Regions from separate parts of the Ovis aries genome. Here regions 2 and 3 are each linked to region 1. Evidence: chromatin contacts called from public Hi-C data. All regions are on one chromosome and are shown on one strand. Each heading gives the region's core, a stretch centred on a gene start, on an enhancer-like site or on the middle of the called end of the contact. The rest is flanking DNA. Distances are from core to core; before and after follow the strand shown.

What was found. A called contact is a pair of places that touch in the nucleus more often than the background predicts.
Region 2: a Hi-C map of tail adipose tissue shows a contact between it and region 1, with 3 times the contacts expected there. The contact joins the promoter of PIK3CA here to the promoter of ZNF639 in region 1. A contact is called at or near these places in 4 of 16 Hi-C or Micro-C datasets (hypothalamus, liver, muscle and 1 more).
Region 3: a contact with region 1 is called in a Hi-C map of muscle, with 4 times the contacts expected there. The contact joins the promoter of ZMAT3 here to the promoter of ZNF639 in region 1. A contact is called at or near these places in 6 of 16 Hi-C or Micro-C datasets (muscle, omental adipose tissue, retroperitoneal adipose tissue and 2 more).

What each region holds. Positions count from the first base shown.
Region 1 is chr1:208,562,256-208,565,602 of ARS-UI_Ramb_v3.0, forward strand. It overlaps ZNF639 (zinc finger protein 639), which reads right to left and starts at 1,275. Exons shown (of 7, transcript XM_060393453.1): 1 at 1,013-1,275. LOC132657186 (a long non-coding RNA gene) reads left to right here and starts at 1,005. Exons shown (of 3, transcript XR_009594980.1): 1 at 1,005-1,306; 2 at 2,538-2,707.
Region 2 is chr1:208,725,129-208,728,225 of ARS-UI_Ramb_v3.0, forward strand. It overlaps PIK3CA (phosphatidylinositol-4,5-bisphosphate 3-kinase catalytic subunit alpha), which reads right to left and starts at 1,678. Exons shown (of 21, transcript XM_015092541.3): 1 at 1,435-1,678.
Region 3 is chr1:208,768,385-208,771,736 of ARS-UI_Ramb_v3.0, forward strand. It overlaps ZMAT3 (zinc finger matrin-type 3), which reads left to right and starts at 1,290. Exons shown (of 6, transcript XM_012098751.4): 1 at 1,290-1,503.

The DNA.
Region 1 (3,347 bases), core at 25-2,524:
CTAAGGGATTCACACATACTTTAAATTTACAAAAAGCTAACCATGCCATCTAAAACACTCATTAAAAAAAAAAAAAACAACTTAGAAGACACTTGTAATCATCTTTCCAGCTGTCACTTCTTCAACAATAAGAACGTCTAAGTACAAACCACAATACAGATCGGCAGACTCCTACCGGCAGTCAGCACTTGTATCAAAGAGTTCAATCTTTTTAAGACCTTTCATGCAATGTAAATATATATAAGACAAGCATTTACAATAAAAAGCGGTTCTCTACTAAAGAGTTTTAGAAGCATGTTGTTCCCCAGCCTCATTTTGAAACAAGTGTATCTTTTCCAGATTTTGAAAGACAGGAGAAAACAAAAATGCTGCAGGAAACTTTAGAACCCACCACACGTCCCATTTAGTGTCAGTGTTTGCTTTATCTCTTTGCTTACAGATAAACTGCCTCAAAGCACTCTTGTCCCTAGATTGTACTAAAAAACAAAACCAAAATGGGTTCGAAGTACCCTAATAAGTGCCTTAGACTATACTGGCTGGGGGCTTAAGAGCCTGAAGGTTGTGACTCCCGGCGCGGGCAAAGGATGCGCCGCCGGAGGGTCACCACGCCAGCCGGCAAGGCCTGAGGGCCAGCGTGGCACGGATGGGGGCCCGCGGCCCAGAGAGGCCGCGCAGGAGCCATCGGGACCCGGCTTCTCCACCCGCGCGCCACGTACTGGCCCCATTCGGGCCCGGCGACTAGCCAGGAGTCCCAAGTCCCGACCCCAAAGGCACCACTCGGAAAAAAAGCAGCGGGGGACCGAGGCCAGCCGGGGCCGAGGTGCCCTCCGCAGGGTTGGAACTGCCTTCGGGATGGGGGAGGGGCGCGCCATCCCGCCAGAAAACGAAGGCAGGGTTTCAGTTTTAAAGGCGCCATCCGGTCTTCCCTGCCCTCTCCCGCAGGAAGCTGCGCCCGCACGCCCGCGGCCCCTGCAGCAGTCCGGCGCCCGGGCCGCTCCGCCCTCACACTCACCAGTCCCCGGGGCCCGCCCGGCCAGCCCAGGCGCAGCTGCGAGGCGGCGGCCGAGACGCCCGAGCGCGGGCGGAGGGGTAGCGCAGCCCTGCCCGCAGGCGCACGGCGGCGGGCGGCGCCGCTTCTGGCCCTCGAGCTCCCCGGCGCTCCGCCGGGCCGGCCCCACTCCCTCCCCGCGCGCCCTACGCCCAGCCTGCGAGGCCCCGGGCCCAGGCTCCGCGGCCACACTCACCGCCGCGCTTCGCGCCTGCGCCGCACGCCTCAGGCCCGCCGAGAGGGCGGGGAGGTGACGAGGTGAGAGTGGGGGCTGGGGAGCGAGCGGCTTGGCCTCGCCTCGCTCCCGGGCTAGGAGGGACCACCGGCCTCCAGCCCCCGGGGCGGCTCGGCGGCCCGCGCCCCCTGCAGGCACCTCCGCGCCTTCGCGGGTGCCTTCCGGGAAGGGTACCGCGCGTCCCGGAAAGAGCGGGTGATTCCACCCTCTAGAATTGCTCCTGGCGAGGCTGCCGAGGGAACTCCCTCCACCACCGCCGCCCCGCTCTCCCTCCCGCCCAGAGGAAGTGGGAGCAGCAGCGCGCGCCAGACACCCTTTTCCCACCAAGTTCCTCCATGGGGACGGGCGAGAATGGTCTTGGTCGGGTTAGGCAAGGCATGTGGCATTTCAAACCCCACAGAGTGGAATGCCGCCTGTTGGGGACGAAAAGGGCAGCCGTCCGCAGTGCAGAAGGGGAAATATAAAGGATCGCGGGTCAGTCTTTATCTGAATTCCCTGCCTCAAAAAATGTTGGTGGAATGAATGTGAAATTATGGCGGATTGGATTAGATGATTTCACTTGTTCTGACCTTGAGTTTCTAGGAGCAGATGTAGAGAAGATTAAATTAAGTGAGCATAAATAAACTTGGGAACGGGGTGTGATCACGTTTAATCTTTTTGACAAAGAGTTAAGGTTGTTAGTCCAAATTTACAAATTAGTAAAGTGAGCTTGTGAGGGTGTAGAGACTAGGTTTTATTCATTAATGATTGTTAAGTGGATGATGCGGCCCTTCTGGATTATCATGTGCCCAAGGTCACTAGTAGGACTGCAGTGCGTGTTTTTTTCCTTTCATCGTGTGTGTGCTTTTCTTGGTTATCACATACTAACCAATCAATCACCAGATAATAATAATCATAGACCTTACTCTGACCCCATCAGCTAACTCCCAGGAGATAAAATCATATTTGAAAGAGACGCTAGTGTGTGAGTCTCAATTTTTACAATCTCATAACGTTATGTGTGTGCTCAGCCCAAATGAATATTTACGAATGCTGACATGGCCTGAATAAAGTACGAAGAGGTTTAGAGGCACCTTTTAATCCTAGTATAGTTAGTTACGGCACGGAATAGGGAATTGACACAGGTTTCTGGAATTTGTAAAGAACAGGGTGTTTCATTCCGCTCTCTCCCGGAGGGTTGTTTCTTGACCATATACGGTGGAGGCCACAAGGGGGTGGTATGGAACCACCTTTAACGCTCCTCTTTGCCTGCAGTGATGAAAACCAGGCGGCGGTCCTGGGAAAGAGGAGGTGGTTTTGCCTGCCAGCGTCTTGGTTCCACTAGCGTCGTGCTCTGGCCTCGAGAGCCTTTCGCGCTGGCAGCAGTTGGACATCAGCTCACTGTTGGCTAAACCGACTCTTCTGAGAACAAGCTCATAGAAAAGGTACACCACAACTAAATTTGGACTTTATTTCTTTCACCTCTTCCCTGCCTGGGACAGTAGTGTAATGAATCTATCTTTGATTTGGAGTATGTTTCTGTTTTCTATTGCCTTGTGAATAATGACGATTCCTACAGCGAGCCCCTGTTAAATAAATTACTGACAAGGAGTCTCACGCTCTGAGCATAGTTTGCCAAAAACCTGAGCACTTTATTTTTTGTAAACTTGAATATTTTCTCATATGATTCTTGGCCATTTGTATTTCTTTTGTGAATGATCAGTTATGTCCTTTGCCCATTTTTCTAAGTTTGTCTTAAAAAAAAATTAAGGTTTTAAATGTTTTATCTGAGATATATGTTACATGTGTCTCTTCCTGGTTTGTTTTTACTTTTTAATTTCTTTAATGGCACAAACATTTAAAATTGTGAAATCAAGTCTATTAATCTTTTCCAAGTTCTGTTGTTGCCTTACACTGAAATAACCTTTTCTCCTACACAAGATCTGGTTGCATTTTTTACTTTAACTTTTTAATTGATCTGTAATTTATTTTGTGAGATGTGATGTGAGATGAGGAAAACTTTTTCTCTGTCATTTCTTTTTTCTTATTTCTCTCCATTTTGTATAACAGCCTGAAATAAAATTT
Region 2 (3,097 bases), core at 428-2,927, 160 kb after region 1:
GTTTAGATAGAGATCTATGCTGTCAACCAGAATTCAATGATTCAGTCTTTAAAAATGTTAAAAGAGACATATTAACAAATTCTTACACTACAGTTGCTTCTAGGATCCATTAATAAAGACGTGCTGTGATTTATATAAATTAGCAACGTGGTATCTTAAGTATTTTGTAAGTCTTTCCTTAACAACACGCAATCCAGTACATAAACAAATTTTGTACAGTGCAATGTAAGCAAACACCCAGAGAACCCAGCTTCTGAGCAGGAAAACATGCGACCGGTATTGCCCACAGTGGTTCAAATGTGGCCATAGTAATTACCTGATGACTTGAGTTAACAGAAGTTTACCTACCCAAGTTTTCCAAGGGTTCTCCCAGGCCTCACAAACTACGATTCAAAACATCATCTCGCAAACCCATGTACTGCATGTGCCCAAAGGCGCAGTGCTGGAATGAGGAAGCTTCACCAAACGAAATCACAACTCTACTTCATTAAAAAATATGAAGGCTGTTTTCACAGAAGCACTTCTTATTGCGCTCCCCTTACCCTTTATATAACTACGTAAACAGCTTCCCAATTAATGACATCCAAAACAGCTTTCGATTCCTAAGCCTGGTAACTAGCCATCATCGCCACTATTTCTTTAGCATCCTAAAATAAACCCCTCAAGCCGCGATCAAAACACACTGGCTGAACGTCTGGTGTTTACACAGTCCAATTCTGGGCGCTACCCTACCTTTCCGAGCCACTTAGGAGCTATGAAGCAGGCATCACATATCAGACTTACTAAAGACACAAATCGCGAGACAATGTCTCAGGTCTATGAATGAAAAGATCCAATACGTTTGACTGTCTCGGTTAAAAGGAAAAAAAACAACTTCGAGAGGAAGGGTGGGAGAGGAACTACGGGCTACGGGGATGTAGCCTTCCAAGCCGCAGCCGGGCGATTTAAACCCAGTATGAGGCAAACGCAGGGTCGCCGGGCTGGCGCGGTCGGAGTCCTCGGGCGTGACAGCCCCTCAGGAAGAGCTCGCGGTTTGGCACCGGGGATCGCTCACGCCGCGGTGCTCGCGGGTCGGGTGGATGTGCAAGGGCGCGGGGGACCGAGCCACCGCGGCCGGGGCGGCGGCCCTGGGCGCACTTCCTCAGTCTCTAGCCGCCCCATCCCCAAAAATGGGAGAGGAAGGAAACGAAGAGCGAGGCGGCGGCCAGAGGGAGAAAAGAGGGAGCGGCGAGCCCTCGCCTCTGCATCTGGGTGAGGCCAGCGGCAGGCGGAGGAGAGCGGGGATCGCAGGCGAACTCTCCTGCGGGCCGAAGCTGGGAGAGACGACGGGCGGGCAGCCCCCGCCCAAGACGGCGGGCGCGCCCGAGAGTCGCCAGCACCCACCCGGCCCCATCCCGACCGCGCCCGCTCCCGGCCTGTCCGCGTTCTACTCACGCTCGGGGCTCCTCGAAGCTCCACGGCTCTAACCGCATCGGGTCCCAGCCCCGCGGGCGGCGGCGGCGGCGGCGCCGAGGGAGAGGAGAGCGGGCGGCACAGCCCCCGCCTCCCGGCCCCTCTCCCCCGCCGCTCCGGAGCTGCCCGGCCGGGCCCGAGCCCTGCCTCGCCGGCGGCCCCAGCCCCAGCGGCCGCGGCGGCAGCAGCCCGAGACCTCAGCGGCCGCAGCGGCGGCACCGGAACTGCCGCTTTCTCCTTCTCGCTGCCTCTCCCAGCTAGCCCCCGCCACACGCCCCCGCCCCCGTCTCCTTTCTCTGTCACCCCTGTTTTTTTTTCCTTTTGTTTCCAGAATAAACTTTATTGGTCTCTTTTTCCGCTCACATCGTGTAAACAAACAACGAACTCTTCCCCACCCCCTCGACTCCCCCCTCCTCGGGTAGAGGAGGGTAAGAGCTGAGGAGGGGCCGAGCCTACTGTGCCCCGGAAGTAGAGAACCAAACGAGGGGAAGTGAAACTGCGGAGACCAGGAGGGGGAAGTGGGCAAATCGGGTAACAGTGTGCCAGTGCGCCTGCGCCTTGGTTTTGTGCCCGAAGTTTGAGTGGCTTTGTGGCTCATTTTCGTGCAGCGCTGGTATTTAACGCTGTCGTCTTTTGCATTGGCGAGGCTGTTTTGTCATCTTGTGGAGGCACAGGTGTACGAACAGCAGGGATGCGCCTATCTGTTTCTACGAGCTGTAGGGCTGGATTGAGATGTAGAAAGGCGTATCGGGAGCAAGCGGGTCCATTCACTTTTACGCCCATAGAGGAAATGAGACTTACTCTCGTATAAGGGCGAGGGGAGGGGACGTAGTGGCTAACCGCCTCTTGTCAGTGGCTAACCAGAAATGGATATCGATACTAGAAGGCCTTTTACAAAACGTTGCTTCGCGTCCTTTTGCCAACGTAAGGTTAAGTTGTAGCCCATCCCGAAAGAGGAATGCGCTGCCGTAGTCCTCTGCAATGCTTTGACTCACTCAGGGAGACCTTTTGCAATGTCCTTTTTTTCAGATTTGAGTCAGCTTGTAGGATTCCATTCTGACCATTCAGAACACGTGCTTTTTTCGCGTAGTGCCCATGGAGACTTTAGAAAAACCATTTTGGTTCCAGATTAGATGCAGGGTGGTGGTTTGATACTGCGTGCCATAGAAGCTTCTTTTTGCTGGAGAGTAATAAGATCTGTTACGTTTTGAGATCACTACTGATAAGGGTCAGGTTTTCGGCGTGTTTCTCCCCCTAGTGGCCTTTGATTGTATTAAAAAGACATAGAAACAGTGATTAGCAGAAATTTGCAATACAAGTCCTCAAACTAGGGCCCTCTCTCGCATTTTAAGGAGTAGAGGACTTCAGAGTGACCCGCCCTAGAGATGTTACAATCCAGCTTGTCATTCAGTGCAGAAAGCTGACCGATAACCAGTTTTGCTCAAACACCACACATCCTTACCAATCCTAAAAAAAGAACCATTCCTTTATGTGGTCATAATTTCATTTGACTGTGTTTCTGTATTTCCTGTGCTTTTTCTCTTTTCTTAAGCTCTGGTTTTCATCTCATATTTCAGGGGTCTAAGTTTCTAAATATTTTCCTTGAACCAGTGTTTTTCAGCACTTTCAGAACACTGTTACTCAA
Region 3 (3,352 bases), core at 40-2,539, 210 kb after region 1:
CTACATATGAACAAGTTCCATTCTGACAGCAAGTTTGTAAGTCCAACAAAGTTAGCCTAGGTACCCAAAGAACACGGTCAGCTATATCGTAGTGTACTGTAATAGGTTTATAATACTTTTCTAATAATACATAAAAATAAACAAACACAAAGAATAAAGAAAACATTTGAAATCTTACAGTACAGTACCTTGAAAAGTAAGGTAGTACACTATAATAGCAGCCATACAGGGCCTGGCACCCAGTGAACAGACAAGAAGAGCTACTGACTAGAGGAGGGAGACGAGGTGGGAGACGGAAGAGCTGAAAGATCCTCAGCAATAGGAAATGGAGCACAAGGTACAATTTCACCCAAACCTGAGGTTCATGGAACCCATGTTGGCATCTTTGAAAGCTCTCAACTGGAAGGCTCATATATAGGGGACTTACTGTAATGCTTAAAAAGTAAGCACATAATGTTGTGAATGTACTTAATATCACTGAACTAAACACTTAAAAATGGTCAAAATTTATTTTACGAATATTTTACCCCCAAATGGTCCTATGGAAAAATTTACAAGTTAACGGAATTTTAATATTAATACTTGGCTCAGCCATCTCTCAATGTCAACCCTGAATGTGCTGAGGTTGACTATGAGAGGATGTGACCTGATAGCCTTAGCCAATCTCTTCCTAGTCTTTCCTGTCATGCAGGTGAGGTTGAGGGTGGGGTGGGGAGTGGTGGTGCGCCAGAGAGGATCTCTATCTCGCCAATTCTGCTGTTGCGTAGAGGGCAAGTCTGCGTGTATGTTTTCTTGAGTGATTGGAGACCTGAGCTGGCGGCCGCGCGCTATTTTTCCTTCATCCTGGAGAAAGGAGCAGTTTAAAGGTTCTGTCGCAGCAGGTGGGACGATCCTGGACATTCTGGCAGCTCCCCTCTGCCACTCTTAGCAGGCAATCAGCGGACGAGGGCAGGGCTGGAATGAAAAAGGGTTTGGATCTCAGTGACAGGAGATGAAAGTTGCGAAAACCCTGCCCAGCTTTCTGCTCTGGATCAACTTTCCAGGTTATAGGATGAACAAACTCTTAAGACTGGCAGTGGTGCGTCCTCCCTGTGACTCGTGCCTTTGTTCCCCACGCCTGCTCAGAGCCGCCGCGCTCACAGTCCCCGCACCTGCCGGGTGCGCACCCCACCCTCGCAGCGTGCTGGAGCCTCCGCCGCTGCCGCGGGCCCTGCTCCACCAGGCACATGCGCACTGGCGACGCCGGGCCGGCGCCTTCAGTCTCCTCCTCCGCCGCCTCCCGATTCCGCAGTCACTTCCTGCAGCTGTTTCCCTGTGGGTCCGTTTGGACTGACTTTTGACAGTCAGCCTTCAGCTGTGGAGGGGGCTCTGCCGGGCCAGCCGAGAAAGTTGCACGGAGGGAGGCGGAGTAGAATCGGGCCGAGCCGGGCGTGGAGGACGGACGGCGGCTGGCGTCCGGGGCAGGCGCGGCGCCCAGACTCCCGGCGCGTCCCGGGGGTTCCGGTAAGTGCCGGCGATCGCGAGCCTCGGGGCATTTAGGACGAGCACCGGAGCGACCAGGCTAGCAGTTCCTTTCCGGTGCGGTCTTTCCACCTGCCCTCCACGTGACCAGCTTGGGGTGCTTTTATTTATTTGTTTGTTTTTAAAGCATTTCACGTGTACTGTTTGGATCCTCTAGGCGTGCGGCTGCCTTGGCCCTAGCGCTTGCCCCCGCCCCGTGGGAGACCCGGGATTCCATCTTTCGTGATGGCATCCTCACGGGATTGAGGTGCGTGCGTGCGTGTTTGTGTATGTGTGTGTGTATGTGTGGGTATGTGAGTGCGCTCTGTTATGTATGCACGCACGTTTTAGAAATTTAAGATATATGTGGGCGATGCTGAAGTATATGTAGCTGTGATTCAAATACGTGAAAGGTTTCCTAGGATTCGGACCCGTCATAACTGAGACTGGAGAACATTCACCAGTTCACCAAGGCCTCTTCTTCCCAGGTTCTTGCGTTCTTTTGGGTCTTCCTTCTGTGATATACCTTACAACTGATTATTCTATTTCCTCTCTCATTCCTTCTTGCTGTGTTCTGATGACCTTTGAATAATGCTCACCGTCTTTCCCTCATTTTCGGAATCCCCAGTTACAGACTTCCCTAGTTTCCTGAGGTGCTAGTAAAACCTGTTCCCTTATTGTGTTTTCTTTCCCCCGAAGATTTCTCCAAATGAGAAAGTGGTTGTCTTTAATGCAGTATGTGAAGAGTAGGCCCCAGTTCGATCATGAAAACTATGCTACATGATCATTCCTTTTCTTTTAAACAGGGTAGACTGAGAAGCTTTGATTTTTTTTCATTGTCCCCTCCACCCCTTCCATACCAGGACATTAACCACCATAAATCCTTCATTTATGCTACTTCAAGCATCAAATTGAATGGCTTTTATGATCTGAGGAATATTTTATTTACATCAGGCATCAAGTTAGTTTCTTTTAATCTAATGCAATAGTTGAACAGACTTGAGTCCTATATGCTTTGAACCTCTTTATATTCCACCATATCTGCTTTCACTGAAGGCTTCGTTTTTAGATTTTTATTTTATGCTAGTTTTTTTTTTTTTTGCAAGTATAGTAATACCTGATGTAATTGTCTTGCATAGATACTTTTGGGGGAGTTGAAATTTTGATTGTTAAATATTACAAGAAAGAATTTTGGACTATCTAGCTATTCTTTAAACATTAAAAGGTAAAATGTGATAATGGGTAAGTCTGTACTGTATGAGAATTTTTTCTTCAATTCAAGTGATTTTATCAGGCCTTTATTTTGATGGAAGCCTGTAGCTGGGGGAGACACATGCTGGTATTTCCTCAAGTGGGAGTGAACTTTTATAAAACAAGTCCAGACATGTCTAGGCCATGGGTAACATTTGATTTTCTCTTTATATTGCTTATTTCCTTTATCCAGATGTTCTAACATCCCTCTTCACCATTTCTGACCTGGCAGCTTGTCATTGGCACTTTGGTATCCTTTTGTTTCTGTACAGGTGGTATATGTAGTCTTTTAATATTACTAATTGTCATGATTAGTTAAACTTTTTAAAAAGTGGTCTTTGTCCCCATAGTTTTCTTTTTAAAAATATCCGTATTTGCCTTTGCTTTCTGAATGTCTTCACTTGGTTTAATTGAGAGGAATAATGTGATTATAGAGAACCTGACTTTTTAAATGTTCTAAATCTGTACTGCTTTTTATAAAATATTCTCAGAGGTATGGACAACATACTTCTGCTTGAGAGTAAAATAACATTGTTTTTCTAAATATTATGCTTAATGAGAAATATTGTTGAATACTATGACTAATCGATGATGTATGTAC